Regions from separate parts of the Sus scrofa genome. Here all the other regions are linked to region 1. The links are chromatin contacts, called in public Hi-C maps. All regions are on one chromosome and are shown on one strand. The core of a region is the stretch at or near the end of the contact, and the rest is flanking DNA. Distances in the headings are between cores, read along the strand shown. Region 1 holds the start of MAML3 (mastermind-like protein 3). Region 2 holds the start of SCOC (short coiled-coil protein). Region 3 overlaps LOC110262151 (a long non-coding RNA gene).

Region 1 (5,065 bases), core at 1,722-4,221:
AGTATAAAAGCCTCTGCTTCTTCTAAAGTCACTGAAGTAGACGGACATCTCAAATTCTGGGTAACTCACCTTCGTTGCTCAAGACTCAAGTCGTGTTCACTTCCTGCTTCTTTCTTTTCATCATCCTGTACAGTTAGGATAGGGTTTCTGACCTCAAGTATGTCACAGTGGAGTACTTACTGCACAGGTCAAAGACTCCCCCGCTCCGCCCCCATTGGCCATCACTCAGCTTCTCAGTCCTTCCTTTCTGCACTTCGTAGTCTTAGAGCTTGTGGTTGCCACTCCCACCTTCTTGACCGGATAAAAGGTGGGTGCTGTGTGTGTGTGTGTGTGTGTGTGTGTGTGTGTGCTCGCGCTCGCTCACGTGCACGTGCGCGCGCATATGTACCCATGAAGAGAGTCAGCCAGCCGTTCTTTTGTGTGTAGTCCACTCATGCACTAAACTCAGACGGTGAATGATATTGTGGTTGTGCAAGAATAGCTCCACTTGTTTTGGGGGAGCTCTGGGGGTAAAGCCCCTCTACCTGCTGGTCCTCAAAGGGAAGGATGCAAACTCTTGTGTATTTGGGGCTTCCTTTCATCATAGGAGAGGTAAACAGCTGGATGGGAATACATGTTGCTGCTACCATTGGAATTTTTTTCAGAATGACAAACTCTCAATTAAAAGATAAATTCTGAGGCATAGGAAAAAGCAAGAATTAGAACCCAGGTCTCAAAACTGAAGCCCCAGTGCTCAAGACCCTCAAACTTGCTGCCTCTGTAAATCACACCACAGTTCTGCACGCGTAAGGTGAGTGCGTGGGGTAGAAGGAGGGCTAAGAATTGAACTCTAGGGAAGAGACAGCAGAGTGAATGCAGAGTCATAGCCTCCTTTCCACAGTGAAGCCATATGTTTCCTGAATTAATAGAGATATGATTTAGTGAACCATGTGAATAAAGGTCACTTTGTGATATCTTTTTCTTATAATTTCTTAGAATTTTCTCTGTGTTTTTAGGATCTGAACTGACTTTTTGCTATAGAACTCAACTCAATTCCCTCACAGACTTGAAGGAGGGGGGCAGTTAGTGATAATCAGAAGATTGTATGTTAACTAACTAGCCCTCTGAAAAAGTATGGCAACTTTAGCGAAAGATATTTTTTCACGTTGGTCACACCAGGTTAATCAATATTTTGCTACCCATTTTACCATATAACCCAAATGGATGTTAAAGATATAGTTCACCATATAGACCTGATTAATTGAAGAAAAATATTGCTTCTTATTGCTGACATTATGAGGTTAGAAATAGCATCCTATGCTAATCTGCAATGCCAAGAAATGAAGATGGTTTAAATCAGATCTCATGACTAATGCATGAGATCCAAAGTTCTTTTATTCCTGGCTATTTTAGAAAACTGGGGTGTATTTTTACTCTAAAAACTAATTCTCTAAGATTTATTGAGATAATATAAAATGCCTTATTATTAACAGCTCACAATCAAGTTCTCATGATAATCACAGAAACGCTATTTCTTCATTTTAATTTTATTTTTTTTGGTCTTTCTAGGGCTGCACCCATGACATATGGAGGTTCCCAGGCCAGGGGTTGAATCCGAGCTGTAGCTGCCAGCCTACACCGCAGCTCACAGCAATTTGGGAACCTTAACCCACTGAGCCAGGCCAGGGATAGAACCTGTGTCCACATGGATGCTAGTGAGATTTGATTCTGCTGAGCCACGATGGGAACTCCCTATTTTAATTTTTTCACAATTATGTATTTGCAATGGGTTAAGTCCAGACTCAAGGATATTGTATTTGATCCTTAATTGTTGTTGGTGATATTTTTGATAATATCAGAAAGATAGTGGAAAGTTTAGATTACTCTCTCTGGTTGCCACTCCATTTTAATTGTACTTATGGTGAATTCATTTAAACAGAAAGAAATATATCTAGCAATAAAGTCAGCCTGTTATTTTTGCTTGTTTTTGTTTTGACAAACTGTGAAATGCTGTGTTTTTCCTATAGTTCTAGTCCATGAAATCTGCAATCTTTCCACCTGATTTACGAAGGACCCTTAATTACTGCTGTCATTAGCACCTAGTGTTCAAAACAGTCTGTTAAAATGTACTGTTAGTCTCACCTCCAAGTCCCTGTTTGCTTTATTTTAATTTTTCTTCCAAGTAAGTAAAACAATAATTGCCCTAATAACAGCAGTCATTATGTACCGCGCATTAAATAATATTCCAAGTTCTTTGTTGCCTATTTCTTTTTGTTCAGGATTTGGCATTTGTGTGTTAAGATGGCCTAGAGTTTGAACGCGTGTTCATAAGCAGCGTTACTACAATTCAGGACTTACTACCTGGGTTTTACAAACAAACGAGCCACTCATTTGCCTTTTTCTTTCCACATGGATAGGGATGACAGACAACTGCTGTGAAGCTTCAGTGTTTCTGCCTGATCATGCACGGTTCTGCAATATAATGCATAAATGTATAACAACAACTTGGGCTCTCTTGATACCTCGCTTGGAATAAGGAAATCCAGCCAGCCGGGCGCGTCCCTGGCCGTGCGCGCACGCGTGCTCGCGCGCACACACATATATACACACGCGCGCACGCACACAGACACAGGCGCGCGCGCACACGCACACACACACACACACACACACACACACACACACAGGTCAAAAGTTGATGCGTTCCCAAGATCCCTCAGAATCTTTCTTTCTCTGTTTTCTGGCAGCGCCGGCTTCCCAGTCCCGGTAGTAGGGAGGTTGGGGGCGTGGAAGGGCGGGGAGGACGAGCGGAGGGAGGCGGGAGCCGGGTGCCTGTGCGCGCCGCGCCCGCTCCAGCCGGGTGAGAGTCCGGGCCGGGTTTTGCGCGGTGTCCCCGGGCCTGTCTCACGGCCTCCAAGCCGCCGCCGCTGCCGTGTTTACTGAGCTCGCGCGTCCTGATATCACTCCGCTGGCATGGAGGAGGAGGAGGAGGTGGAGGAGCGAGAGGAGGAGGCGGCGGCGGCGGCGGCGGCGGCGGCGAGCAGTTGATCATTGTGATGGTGGCAGGAGCAGCGGCGGCAGCGGCAGCCCAGCCGAGCGTTAGGGGCTGCTCTCCGCGCGGCGTTTTGCAAAGGACTTCACCGATCTACTTTTGCAGTCGCCTCGGACTGTCCATGTGTTTACTTCCCCCAGCCCGAGGATTCGATATCTAGGTTCCTGTGAAATGCAACTGAGCAGCCAAAGTACTTTGAGAACACGGGGCGGCATAAACACCAAAACTTTTTTGTGGAAGGAAAATGCAATAAGCAAGCTTGCCGTTTTCCGATGCGGTGTGGAGTGAGTGTGTGTCGCGCGTGTCCGCACTGGAGGCATATGCTTGTGTGTGTACATGGGGTGTGTTTTTCGGTACGTAGGGAGAAAATGCTTGCCAACTACCGGAAATCTCCTGGAATTTATTAGAAAATAATGGATTATAAAAAGAAGGCAGGCGAAGAGCGGATCTCCCCTTGAGTTGCAACCCGATTTGCTGCTGGCTCAGTTTGTTGTGATTCTTTTTGTTGATAGGTGTCTGATGGTATTCTGATAACACCCCCCTCTTTTTCCCCCTCGAGCTTTACAGTTTAAAAAAGGAAACAAAAAAACCACCCCAAAATCTCTCCCCCTTTTTTTCGCCCGGCCGGGATCGCTGTTTCCATCCATGTGCTTGCGTCTCCCCCGCGTTCCACTTAAACTATTTTAATCCTTGGACCCAAGGAGAAGGCTGATAGGGGGTGGATAAAAAAAGTTCTTCCAAAATAGTGTGCCCGGGGAGCAGGATGGGGGATTTCGCAGCCCCCGCTGCCGCCGCGAATGGCAGTAGTATTTGCATCAACAGTAGCCTGAACAGCAGCCTCGGCGGGGCCGGGATCGGTGTGAATAATACTCCCAATAGTACTCCCGCTGCTCCGAGTAGCAATCACCCCGCTGCCGGCTGCGGTGGCGGCGGCTCCGGGGGCCCCGGCGGCGGATCGGCGGCGGTCCCCAAGCACAGCACAGTGGTGGAGCGGCTCCGCCAGCGCATCGAGGGCTGCCGGCGGCACCACGTCAACTGCGAGAACAGGTACCAGCAGGCTCAGGTGGAGCAGCTGGAGCTGGAGCGCCGGGACACCGTGAGCCTCTACCAGCGGACCCTGGAGCAGAGGGCCAAGAAATCCGGCGCCGGCACCGGCAAGCAACAGCACCAGAGCAAACCCCAGCAAGATGCGGAGGCTGCCTCGGCGGAGCAGAGGAACCACACGCTGATCATGGTGAGGGCGCGCTGGCAGCGGGCATGGGGCGCGCGCGTGGGGGGGGGGAGCTTCTTACACGGGGGCACGGGGATCTGATTTGCAAGGCGGGTGAGGTGGGCTGAAGCCGAAGGGTTAACGTCAACTTTCCTGAGCTAAAAGCTGCCGTCGCCGCTACCTGTTAATCTGTCAGGGTTGTCAGATTTGGAGAAGAGGGGGCGAGAGGGGGAGAAGCCAGTCACGACTGCGAGGGGCGGAGGGAGCCTGGAGGAGCGTCGGGGTGAGGTGCTGGAAAAGTTTTCCCCCCTCTCCCGTTCTCAAATACCAATTTGAAAGAGTGAACCCAGAGTTGAAACCTCGCTCCTCGTCTTCACCGCTCCCCACCCGACCCCTCGCCTTGCCGCCTGGGCTCCCCAGACCCGTCCCCCTTCGCCCACCCCTCTCAGCACATCCTCTGGGTGCGGGGAGAAATTGATGCTGTCGCAGATTCTGGGCGGGCATCAGGCCCTCGAACCCTGGGGGGAGGAGGAGGAGGAGGAGGAGGAAGGGAGATGCTCTCCCCCTCCCCCTCAGCTCACCCTCTTCGGGCTGAGAAAGTCTGAGAGTTTTGTGAATGAACTTTGAAGTGGGTGAGAAACCAGCGAGGGTGGCTGCGCGCGCGCGTCCGCGGGAGCGCGCTTGGATGCGGGGCGCGGGTGCGCTCCCTCGCGGCTGGAGAGCCGGGGCTGCCCCGGCAGGTGGAGCGGCCCCGAGGGTCGAGCGGGGAGCGGCTCGGCGGGGTCGGGAGGGGGGGGGGCGACGCCCTGGGCTTGCGCCCAGAGTCC
Region 2 (5,065 bases), core at 1,368-3,867, 190 kb before region 1:
TCATAAACATGATAGAAGACTGCATTTTTCAACGACAAAATTCTTTTTCTTAATCTGTAGTTGCTCTCATATCAATCTGATTCCACATCAAATGTGCTTTTATGAGTTCATCTTGGGAGTTCTCTTGCGGTGCAGAGGGTTAAGGATCTGGCACTGTCAATGCAGCAGCTCAGGTCACTGCTGCGGCACAAGTTCAGTCCCTGGCCCAGGAACTTCCACATGCTGTGGGTACGGCTCCCCCTCCCCCAAAAAAAGGAGTTCATTTTCATCTCCTTCTATACATAAATGCAAATCTGAAAAGAGTGAGAATCCAGACCAAACTATCAAGTGTGGGAACAATGAAACAAATGTGGGATAGTAAAAATAATCTGTTTAACTGAAATCTGCCTTAGCTCCAAAATGGATACAGTTGTCTGGGATTCCTTGACTCTGACCTAAGATGAGGTCAGATTTCATAAAACTTTTCTCAAAAATCACAGTAAATTTTGGTGACCATCTTCATCTAGCCTTAGTGGAAGAGAATCTAGAATTAGTTTGATAATTTAAGGCCAGGAAGTGGAAGTATAGAGAAAACAAGGATTAGCAAGTGTGGCAAGCATCAATAATAGGCCCATCTTCTATGCCCACACACCCAGCTGTGACCAAGGACCAGCATCTTATGGAATACCCCTCTACCTTCTTCTCCTGTACTCCCAAGAGTACCAGGACATCCCTCTTCACAAGAGGCAGTTTAAATATGGTGATTAAGAACTCGGATTTAGATAACCTGGATTCAAATCCTAGCTCTGCTATTTATAAACTCTGGACCATTAGGTAACCATTAACATCTCAGCCTGTCTCTTCTTTTGTATAATGAACTTAGTAACAACAGTACCTCATAGTTTCCTTGAGATTTTTGTGAGTTGATACATATAATGTGCTTGCAACAATACACAGAAGGTATTCAGTAATGTAAGCTATTCTCTACCTTTTAGCTCTATTTCAGGCTACAAAAAGAATTTTAGAAAAATCACCTAGTCCAATTGCCTCATTTTACTAATAAACCTAGGCCAAGATGATACTAATAACGGTTTACCAAGATCATTAGCAGAAGTTACCGACAACCAAGACTACAGTCAATGTCCCAGTCTAGTTTTTGTTCCACCACAGCACCACAGGTAAGCTTACATCTGAGACCTGAGATTTTGAGACTTCCCAGTCCAACCTCAACCACCCAACTTTTCTGCATCTAAAACTCATTTTTATCATGTTATCCCCTTACTAGTAAACTAATAAGACTACTAAAATAACATCACTATGCATTAATATACTAAATTCTTTACATCTGTTACTGATTCATCAAATCAACAAGACATTGATTGCAATTTACAAATGTGAACAATCAAGAATTTGAACTCAGGTCTAACATGAAGTCCCTGCTTTTTCCCGATGCAATGGAAGACACATTAATACGACCCTAAACTAAATGTGCCAAACATTCTGCAAAGTTTGATGTCAAATTCCTTTGATATTTCTATTATCTAAGCAACTGAAGGCAAATTTCATTCCCTTCAAGCTGCATCTACTTTCAGCAACGCTTGTTCAGATCCCTTCAGATTGACTTGTTGTGGTTAGGTAAGTCTAATTTTAAATTCCATCAGGTTAAGGAATTGATCATAAACTAGATCCCCAGCGTGGCTAGCTATACTGAGTTTAATCAATGAGTAAGTATAGGCACAGAATACACAGGCATAGCTTTGGAGCCTCAGGTACAGATACAGTGTTGGGAAAAGAGCACAGCATCTGTCCTTAAAACTATTACGTCATAGTACTGGAACAAAACACTGAACAACAAAAGTCTTCCCTTTCAGGAATGTCTCCGGTTTCTCCTTTCCAACCCTAACTCCCCCGAACTTGTCCAGCAGGACCCTGAAGAGTAGCCCATTGAAACATCAAGCCAATGGCTGGTTTCAGCCCCTGAAAGGATGTCGCCAGCCCTTGTTTTACCGCTCCCTCGCTTCCCTCCCCGCGCCTCGGCGTCCTCTCCCCCATCGCTGCAGAGCAGCCGCGGTCAAGTCCAGGCGTGCCTGGTCTCATCCCACCCGAACGCCCCTCCAGCGGTCCCATTTCAGGCCAGGATTTGGACAGAGGCCTTGGACTCAGGAGCTGCGGGGAAAGGTCCGCCCCAGGGAAGGAGGGTGGCCCCCAACAAAGGAACCTCTGGGCCCAATAATGAGACGATGAGAAAAAGGTTGCGCAGGGGTTTGCAGGGAGCCAGGCCCCAGTCGACCGGCAGATGCCCCGGCCGTAAGATGCTCTTCCCAAGTCCCCGAAGCGCCAGGCGGCATCCAGCCCGCCCCGCCCTCCAGGCCCTCGGCGATACCGAGGCCCCAACGCCAGCAGCCCGGGGTTAGGCCCTCCGCGGCCCACGACGGCCCTCACCTGCCGTTAGAGGCGCCGGCAGGGGGAGGGATCGGGAGGACGCCTCAGGCCGGGATACTTGGGTCGACTGGCACTAGCAGCCCCGCCCTCTCTGCCCACAGAGCGTGCGCCGAGGCGGGAGGCCCGCCCCGTCTCGCCCCCGTCGTCAGCCAATCCCCACTCAAGAAGTCACGCCTGCGCATTCGCTGCCCGACGCCCCAGTTGTCCAATCTCAAAGCCCCGGGATCCACCTTTTGCCATAACAAAAGGACACCGGCATCCAATCAGAATTGAGGAAGTTGTGGGCGGGTCCAGGAATCGCAACACCCAATGACAGTACAGGAGCTAAACTAAGCGTGTGAAAGCCAACCTGAGACAAGCCGCTCTTCAGTTTCAGCAGGACCCTGAAAATGAGGCCAGGAAGGGAGTGTGGCGAATTCTGTCAGCTGTCAGGCAGGAGGTTGGTAAAATCGAACACTGGGCAAGAGAGAAATCATTCAATATCAAGAAGAGGGCAAGTGTGAACATAAAGGGAAAAGTACTGAGGTTCTTCAATTCTAAAAGCAGACTTTTCCATATTTTTAAATTTCCCATTAAGTGCTCCCCTAATGGATTGTACCTCACAGCATCTTACCCAAACTGTTACAAAATTCACAGTGCGCCTGACCATTTATTCATATTTTAGGATTGAGAAAATATCATAGTACTATTTTGGTGTATAGCCCTTTTGATCACTTTATCCCATTTGATCCTCACCGCAACCCATAAAATGAAACTTAAGAGTAAATAAATGTCCTGCTCAAGGTATAGACACAGTGTGAAATGCTGTGTGCCAGGCTTTGTGATGTAATGTAATCTGGCTTTATACCATTCACAGATACCTGGCACTTGACACAAAGCAGCATCCTGCTTGTTTTTAATATTTGTTATTGTTTTTGCTTTGACACATTCTTCTGAGTTATAAAGGTGAGCCATGCGTCTTCCTATTTCTTGACTGACTTCTAGCACAGTTTGCTAAGATAGAGCCTTACCTCTTTTAAGAAATATATTTTAAAAATTCCATTCAGTGTTTGAAAACAGTTTGCTAAGATAGAGCCTTACTTCTTTTAAGGAATATATTTTAAAAATTCCTTCAGTGTTTGAAAACTGTGCCTTGACCAGAATTAAGATACACACCATGATGAAAATTTACACACCATGAGGAGAATGCAATGTAGGAGCTAATAAGTGGAAAATAAGATCCAACGTAAATCTAATAGGGACAAAATGAGAGAGAATGGGTGTGGGCAGTATTCAAAGAATAATAACAGAATTTTTCAGGGTTGTGAAATATTTGAATTAGATTCAAGAAGTACTTATTCTTGAGCAGGATTAAAATATGGAATTCCATACCTGCACACATTATGATGAAACTGCAGAATATCAAAGACTAAGAGAACCGTTAAAAAGAGAGGTTTTTTTTTTTTTTTTTTTCACTAGAAGAACAGGTTTGGGGTTTTTTTCCCGCTTTTAATTTTAAGTAGTGTAAAATATGCATAAAAGATTTATCATTTAAACCATTTTAAAGTATGCTGTTCAGTAGCGTTAAATATATTCTCCTTTTTGTGCAATCAGTCCCTAGAACTTTTCATCTTGCAAAACTGAAACTCTGTGCCCATTAAACAACTCCCCATTCACCTGTTCTGCCTGGCCCTGGCAAACACTACTCTTTCTGTCTCTCATTTTCACTATTTTAGGCACCTTCTGTAAGTAGAATCATACAGTATTTGTATTTTGTGACTAACCCATTTTGCTTAGCATAACATCCTCACAGTTCATCCATGCTGTGGCATGTTAGGATTTTTTCTTAAGGCTGAATAGTATTCCATTGTGTATATGGGTGTGTGTATTTATATTTTGTTTATCCATTAATTCCTCAGTGCACACTTGAGTTGCTTTTAGCTTTCAGCTACTATGAATGCTGCTATGATTGTGGTATATGCAAATATCTCTTTGAGATTCTGCTTTCAGTTCTTTGGAGAATACATTTAGAAATGGAATTACTAGATCATATGGTAATTCTATTTTGAAAGCATCTTTTAAAAATCTGGTATTAACACAAGAATAGACAAAAAGAAAGAAAGGCAAGTACTGCACCTGGAAGTTGGTACACAGTAAAGGTGTCTGGTAAGGAAGAAATGCTGGTGAAGTTGTGGGAAAAAGCTAGTATTTATTATTCTTTTTTTCTTTCTTTTTTTTTTTTTTTTTTTGTCTTTTTAGGGCCCCACCACCCCGAGGCATATGGAAGTTCCCAGGCTAGGGGTCTAATCGGAGCTGTTGCTGCCGGCCTACGCCACAGCCACAGCAACACCAGATCCGAGCCCCGCTTGCGACCTACACTACAGCTCACGGCAACGCCAGATCCTTAGCCCACTGAGCAGGGATCGAACCCGCAACCTCATGGTTCCTAGTCGGATTCGTTTCTGCTGTACCACGATGGGAACTCCTAGTATTCATTATTCTTGATAGTAAAATCGGCACAATAACCTTGTTAATTGGCTATAGAAAAGACAAATTATGACAGTTGTAGTTAAATTGGCTAGTCATATAAAAATATGAAATTTGATCTTGATCTCACCCCACAAGTAAAATTAAATTCCAAATGAAGTAAATGTGAAATGTGAAA
Region 3 (5,065 bases), core at 1,593-4,092, 140 kb before region 1:
ATATAGATTTTTCTTCTCTGTATGTTTCTCTCACTCAAATGTGGAGCTGATTCAGTGCCTCAAGCAGGTTATGTGGGGAGTTCCCATCATGGCTCAGTGGAAATAAACCTGACTAGTATCCATGAGGTCGCCAGTTCGATCCCTGGCCTTCCTCATTGGGTTAAGGATCTGGCATTGGCGTGAGCTGTGGTGTAGGTCACAGATGTGGCTCGGATCCTGCATGGCTGTGGCTGTGGCATAGGCTGGCAGCTGCAGCTCTGATTTTACCCTTAGCCTGGGAACCTCCATATGCCGCAGGTGTGGCCCTACAAAGATGAAAAAAAAAAAAAAAAAAAAAAGAGGGATATGTGGTAGGACAGAAAGAAGTGACTTCCAAGAATTTCTGGGTTTTGTTTCCTAATGTCTGAGCCTATTGTATAACTTAGCAGGTTTGCTGGCAAAGAGGGTAACAGAAGGAAGAGAAGCCTTTTCCAAACTAGAAGAGAGGTCCTTGTACTGGGACTGGAGATCAGGGAAGGTGTTCAAATAGAGCAGGAGGAGGCTGCAAGAACCCATAAGGGAGGCACTGCATACACCACCCAGGTAGACAGGACATCAAGCCTCCAAAAGATTCTCTGGACTTAGGTATAACTTGAATTGTTTAAAAAAAAAAAAAAAGTTCCCATCATGGCGCAGTGGAAATGAAACCGACTAGGAACCATGAGGTTGAGGGTTCGATCCCTGGATCCCTGGCCTCGCACAGTGGGTTAAGGATCCAGCGTTGCCATGAGCTGTGGTGAAGATCTGGCATTGCTGTGGCTATGGTGTAGGCCTGCAGCTGTAACTCGGTTTGGACCCCTAGCCTGGGAACCTAGCTACATAAGCCACAGGTGCAGCCCTAAAAAGAAAAAAAAAGTGTAAAAAAATTAATAAACAGAAAACTCAGTTAAAATAGTCAGAAGAAAAGTTCCCACCATGGCACATCAGAAATGAATCCAACTAGGAACCATGAGGTTGTGGGTTTGATCCCTGGCCTCACTTAGTGGGAGCCGCACCTTGGATCTGGCCTTGCTGGGGCTGTGATGTAGGCTGGCAGCTGTAGCTCTGATTCGACCCCTCACCTGGGAACCTCCACATGCCATAGGTGCAGCCCTGCAAAGACCAAAAAAAAAAAAATTAAATAGTCAGGAGACCAGAAGGGGAGCTCTCATGCTCTGTGACAGCAGCAGAGCCCAATAGGGAAAAGGCAGACTGCTCTTCTTTGCTGGCAAGGCCTCAGCCAATGAAAAGCCATGGGCTCTCTGTTTACTATCTTCCCCAATGTCCTTTTCTACTCTATAAAAGAGTTCTCTCCATTCATGCTGGGGACCTCAAATCGCAATTCTCTGCTGATCCCAAATAAGCCCATCTTTGCTGGAGAAATAGCTGGCGGACTGTTTGATTAAGGTCAACAGAAGCATCAGAGTACCACCAGTCCTGAAAAGCTCTTAGGACCAAACACAAGGAAATCTCCGTGGAAACCTTTGAGACAGATGGAAAATACCAGAGTACCCCACCTCCACACTCCAGAATATGCTAGACACTTGAGGTGACCTTGAGGGAGGAAGGGGGAAGGTCACCAGCATGACTGAAGTTATACTTTTCTCATGAGCCTGGAGATATCAGGGCTCAAGTTCAAATTTAGCTAATTTCTAAAATGACAGATTTAATTTCGCTTGCACACCTTTATGTGTGGACCTAGAATCATACCTGCTACAAAAGGATTCCATTCCCGGGGACCTAGTCACCATTCTATTTGGTTAATACGTTTTAGAGTCTAGTGACTCAAGATTTCTTTCCACTTAGATATATCTGAGGCCTTCGATGTACCCTCCATTGTAAGGACTCCTCCTGGGTTGGGGTGGGTGGGGTGGTAGAGACAGCAGGGGAAAGACAGTTCAAATGAATCCCCCAAGTGATTCTGAAAAGATTCCTGCTCCACCCTAGCTCCCCTTGCCCACCCTGCCCTGAGAATATCTCTTCTTTTTTAAAGAGGTGGTCCACTTAGGACTCTTGAACAAAGACACAGTCAAGGCTCTTAAGCAGGAGGTGTGTCCTTACAAAGGTGCAGGTAAAGCAAACAGATTTCTGTGACAACATATAGTGCTGTATACACAAGCTGAAAGGATGACCGTTATTTGCATGACAAATAACTAAAGAATAAGTGTATTTGTAAATCTGTGGCTCCAAGAGAAAAAAAAATCCCTGGCTTTCCTTCTTGGAAAGTAGTTATTGACTTGGGAAACTGCCCCCGTTCTGACCCGGCCTCCCACTGAGGATGTAAGAGGGATCCTGAGAAACTGACATAAGCATCTGAATGAAATATCCCCAAAGTGCACAATTGAGAGAATTACCACACTTCTCCCATTCAGTGCTGTTGAGTGATGCTGGCACTGGGCGAGAGCTCCCGGATAGGACCACAGCAGGGATGTATGTTTTTGGCTGGTGTTTCTGCTAATGAGACTGCACCTGACCGCGAATAAGTGTCAGGCATGGACAACCCATTTTGTATTAAATTTTCCCAAGCGTCTGTCCGATGCCCTTCTGGAGAGACCCAATTAGGGACTTGGTTGTGGGACTCATTTTCTGATTTCTGGAAATGTTTCACCACCACGAAAGACCGCAGCAACCTGATCTCTTGCAGCTGCTGTGCAGGTTGCATGTACCTCTCTGCTATAATAAAGTCATATTGTCACACTCCTCTCCTCTTGGGGGTGGGGATGGGGGGGAAGGCAAGAAGCAGGTAGAGACTTCTACAATCCAGGTTCAAGTGTTCCAAAGCCTGCTGAGAGGAATCACTCCTCTGAGTCCACCAGAGGGTGTGGGTGTTGCCGAAGACACTCTGAAGAGAACTAGTTGCCCCACAGAGAGGTGAGGCATGGGCTCTGCTTGGGCCTGCTAATGGAAGACATCCTGGGAACAGAAAATGCCCATCCAGGGACTGGGTGAAACATGGTTTTGAGAGTTTGCCTCCACGACAGAACACCAGTTAGGAGCTCAGGCTCTGGAGTTAAGAATGAGTTTGAGGGGAAACGGGTGAGGGAGGGATAAATTGGAGGTTGAGATTAATGTATGCATACTGCTGTATGTAAAAGAGATCAACAAGGACCTACTTGTAGCACAGGGAGCTCGACTCAATATTTTGTATTAACCTATAAGGGAAAGGAATCTGAAAAATATATGTATATATTTATACATATGTATAACTGAATCACTGTGCTGTACACCTGAAATGCACAGAGCATTATAGATCAACTATACTTCAATTTTAAAAAGAGAGTTTGAGGAGTTCCCATCGTGGCTCAGCGGAAACGAATCTGACTAGGGAGCATGAGGTTGCAGGCTCCATCCCTGGCCTCGCTCAGAGGGTTAAGGATCCGGTGTTGCCGTGAGCTGTGGTGTAAGTTGCAGACACAGCTTGGATCCTGCACTGCTGTGGTTGTGGCATAGGCCTGCAGGTGTAGCTCCAATTAGACCCCTAGCCTAGGAACCTCCATATGCCATGGGTGCAGCCCTAAAAAGCCAAAAAAAAGAAAAAGAGTTTGAATCCCATTCTACCCCTTCTTGGTTGTATGGTCTCACGTTAGTCACTAAAATATAAAAATGAGACTAGACATGTAGCTGTCTCACAGGGCTATTGTGAGGACTAGATGAGGGCATGCAGTACAGAGCCCACGGAGCTAACACAATACATGTTCCGTATTGTTAGCCACATTACTCCCTTTTAAAATATTTAAGCTACAGTCTACTACTTTGTATCATTACTCAAAGGTCACTTCCCCCTAGAAAAGGAATGTCTGTTGACATCCAGAGGAAACAGAGATTTGCATTTTTATTATTTCACTCACGACAAAGAGAAAAGACACCACATTCTGTTCAGGGGATTTGTTGGAGTCAAAAAAATAGGTTCTTTATGTAGGAGTCCAGACATATTGTGGGGACACTGACTTGCCACCTAACCCTCAGGTTCTTGATAGAAAGTGTGATCCAGTGCTTGATTCTCTTGGATTCAAGGGACTCAGGCCCATTTGGTGAAAGGAGGTTATCGAATGAATAGACAGAAAAAGAAAAAAATGGCGGGGAACCACCAGCAACCACCTAGCCATGCCTCCTGGAGAACTGGAGGGGCAGTCACGGTTATGCGCAGCCAGGTCTCAGAGGCCCCTCTGGCCCCGGTCATCTCATCACCCTCTGTGACCAACTTGTTATGACCCAAGACTAGTGTCTCCACCAAACTCCTAGCCAGCCACCTTCTCCGCCGACTTCTGCATCTGCTGCCCTTGCTTCACTCTCTCCTTGAGATTCCTGTGCAAGAGCAAGAATTGGCCTGGGTCATCTTTTTATCCTCCAAAGTGCAGAGCTCCTGGTGTGGCACTGAGTTCTCACTCATAGAAAGCACTGAAATCCCGAAAGCACATAAAGAATAAGACCCAGAGTTCCCATTGTGGCTCAGCAGGCTAAGAACCTGACATGGTGTCCTTGAGGATGCAGGTTTGATCCCTGGCCTTGCTCAGTGGGTTAAGGATCTGGTATTGCCACAAGCTGTGGCATAGGTTACAGATGCGGCTTGGATCTGGTGTGGCTGTGACTGTAGCGTAGGCTGGCATATGCAGCTCCAATTCAACCCCTAGCCCAGTAACTTCCATGTGATGCAGGTGTGGCCCTAAAAAGAAAAAAAAAAAAAAAAAAAAAGAATAGGGTCCAATTCCTTCATGACATGATGACTTACTGTGTTGATTCTTGGCTTAACTTTGTAAGTTAGCAAGAGAGTCTTGAATTTAATGGCCACCTCTCCCAGGATACTATCTTAAGCTCTTGGATCTGAGTCTCCTATTTCTTAGGTGCAAGTGGGAGATTTGCAACAAAAGAGAATTTTTTGCCCTCATTATTTTCCTCACTAGCTCATACTAAGTTTAAAATCCGCCTTTCCGGTTTGATTCTTTTTGCTTTTAGAATAAACTTCAGGGAAGTGACTGTTGAGTTTATTTGTTCTAGTGAGAAGTACAACAATTTATGACAATGCATAAAATGTCATCTGAAGATCCCC

Evidence for each region. A called contact is a pair of places that touch in the nucleus more often than the background predicts.
Region 2: a Hi-C map of liver shows a contact between it and region 1, with 5 times the contacts expected there. The contact joins the promoter of SCOC here to the promoter of MAML3 in region 1. A contact is called at or near these places in 1 of 5 promoter capture datasets (liver) and 5 of 47 Hi-C or Micro-C datasets (heart right ventricle, liver, mesenteric adipose tissue and 1 more).
Region 3: a contact with region 1 is called in a Hi-C map of epiblast stem cells, with 2.0 times the contacts expected there. The contact joins the enhancer-like site here to the promoter of MAML3 in region 1. A contact is called at or near these places in 4 of 47 Hi-C or Micro-C datasets (embryonic fibroblasts, epiblast stem cells, fetal heart ventricle and 1 more).

Annotation. Positions count from the first base shown.
Region 1 is chr8:86,876,382-86,881,446 of Sscrofa11.1, forward strand. MAML3 (mastermind-like protein 3) reads left to right here and starts at 2,972. Exons shown (of 7, transcript XM_021100677.1): 1 at 2,972-4,262. The coding sequence starts at 3,792.
Region 2 is chr8:86,688,074-86,693,138 of Sscrofa11.1, forward strand. It overlaps SCOC (short coiled-coil protein), which reads right to left and starts at 2,618. Exons shown (of 5, transcript XM_003357017.4): 1 at 2,562-2,618; 2 at 2,422-2,560. The coding sequence starts at 2,603. LOC110262150 (a long non-coding RNA gene) reads right to left here and starts at 2,417. Exons shown (of 2, transcript XR_002346763.1): 1 at 2,363-2,417; 2 at 1-507. It overlaps LOC110262151 (a long non-coding RNA gene), which reads left to right and starts at 2,656. Exons shown (of 4, transcript XR_002346765.1): 1 at 2,656-2,860.
Region 3 is chr8:86,736,614-86,741,678 of Sscrofa11.1, forward strand. All of the region lies in intron 2 of LOC110262151 (a long non-coding RNA gene), which reads left to right. Among named protein-coding and RNA genes, the nearest start is that of SCOC, 48 kb to the left of the region's middle. Within about 2 kb of position 2,843, at least 3 of the 83 cell types and tissues checked have an H3K27ac peak or open chromatin away from gene starts, as enhancers often do. A contact at or near this core is called in epiblast stem cells, where this site is marked.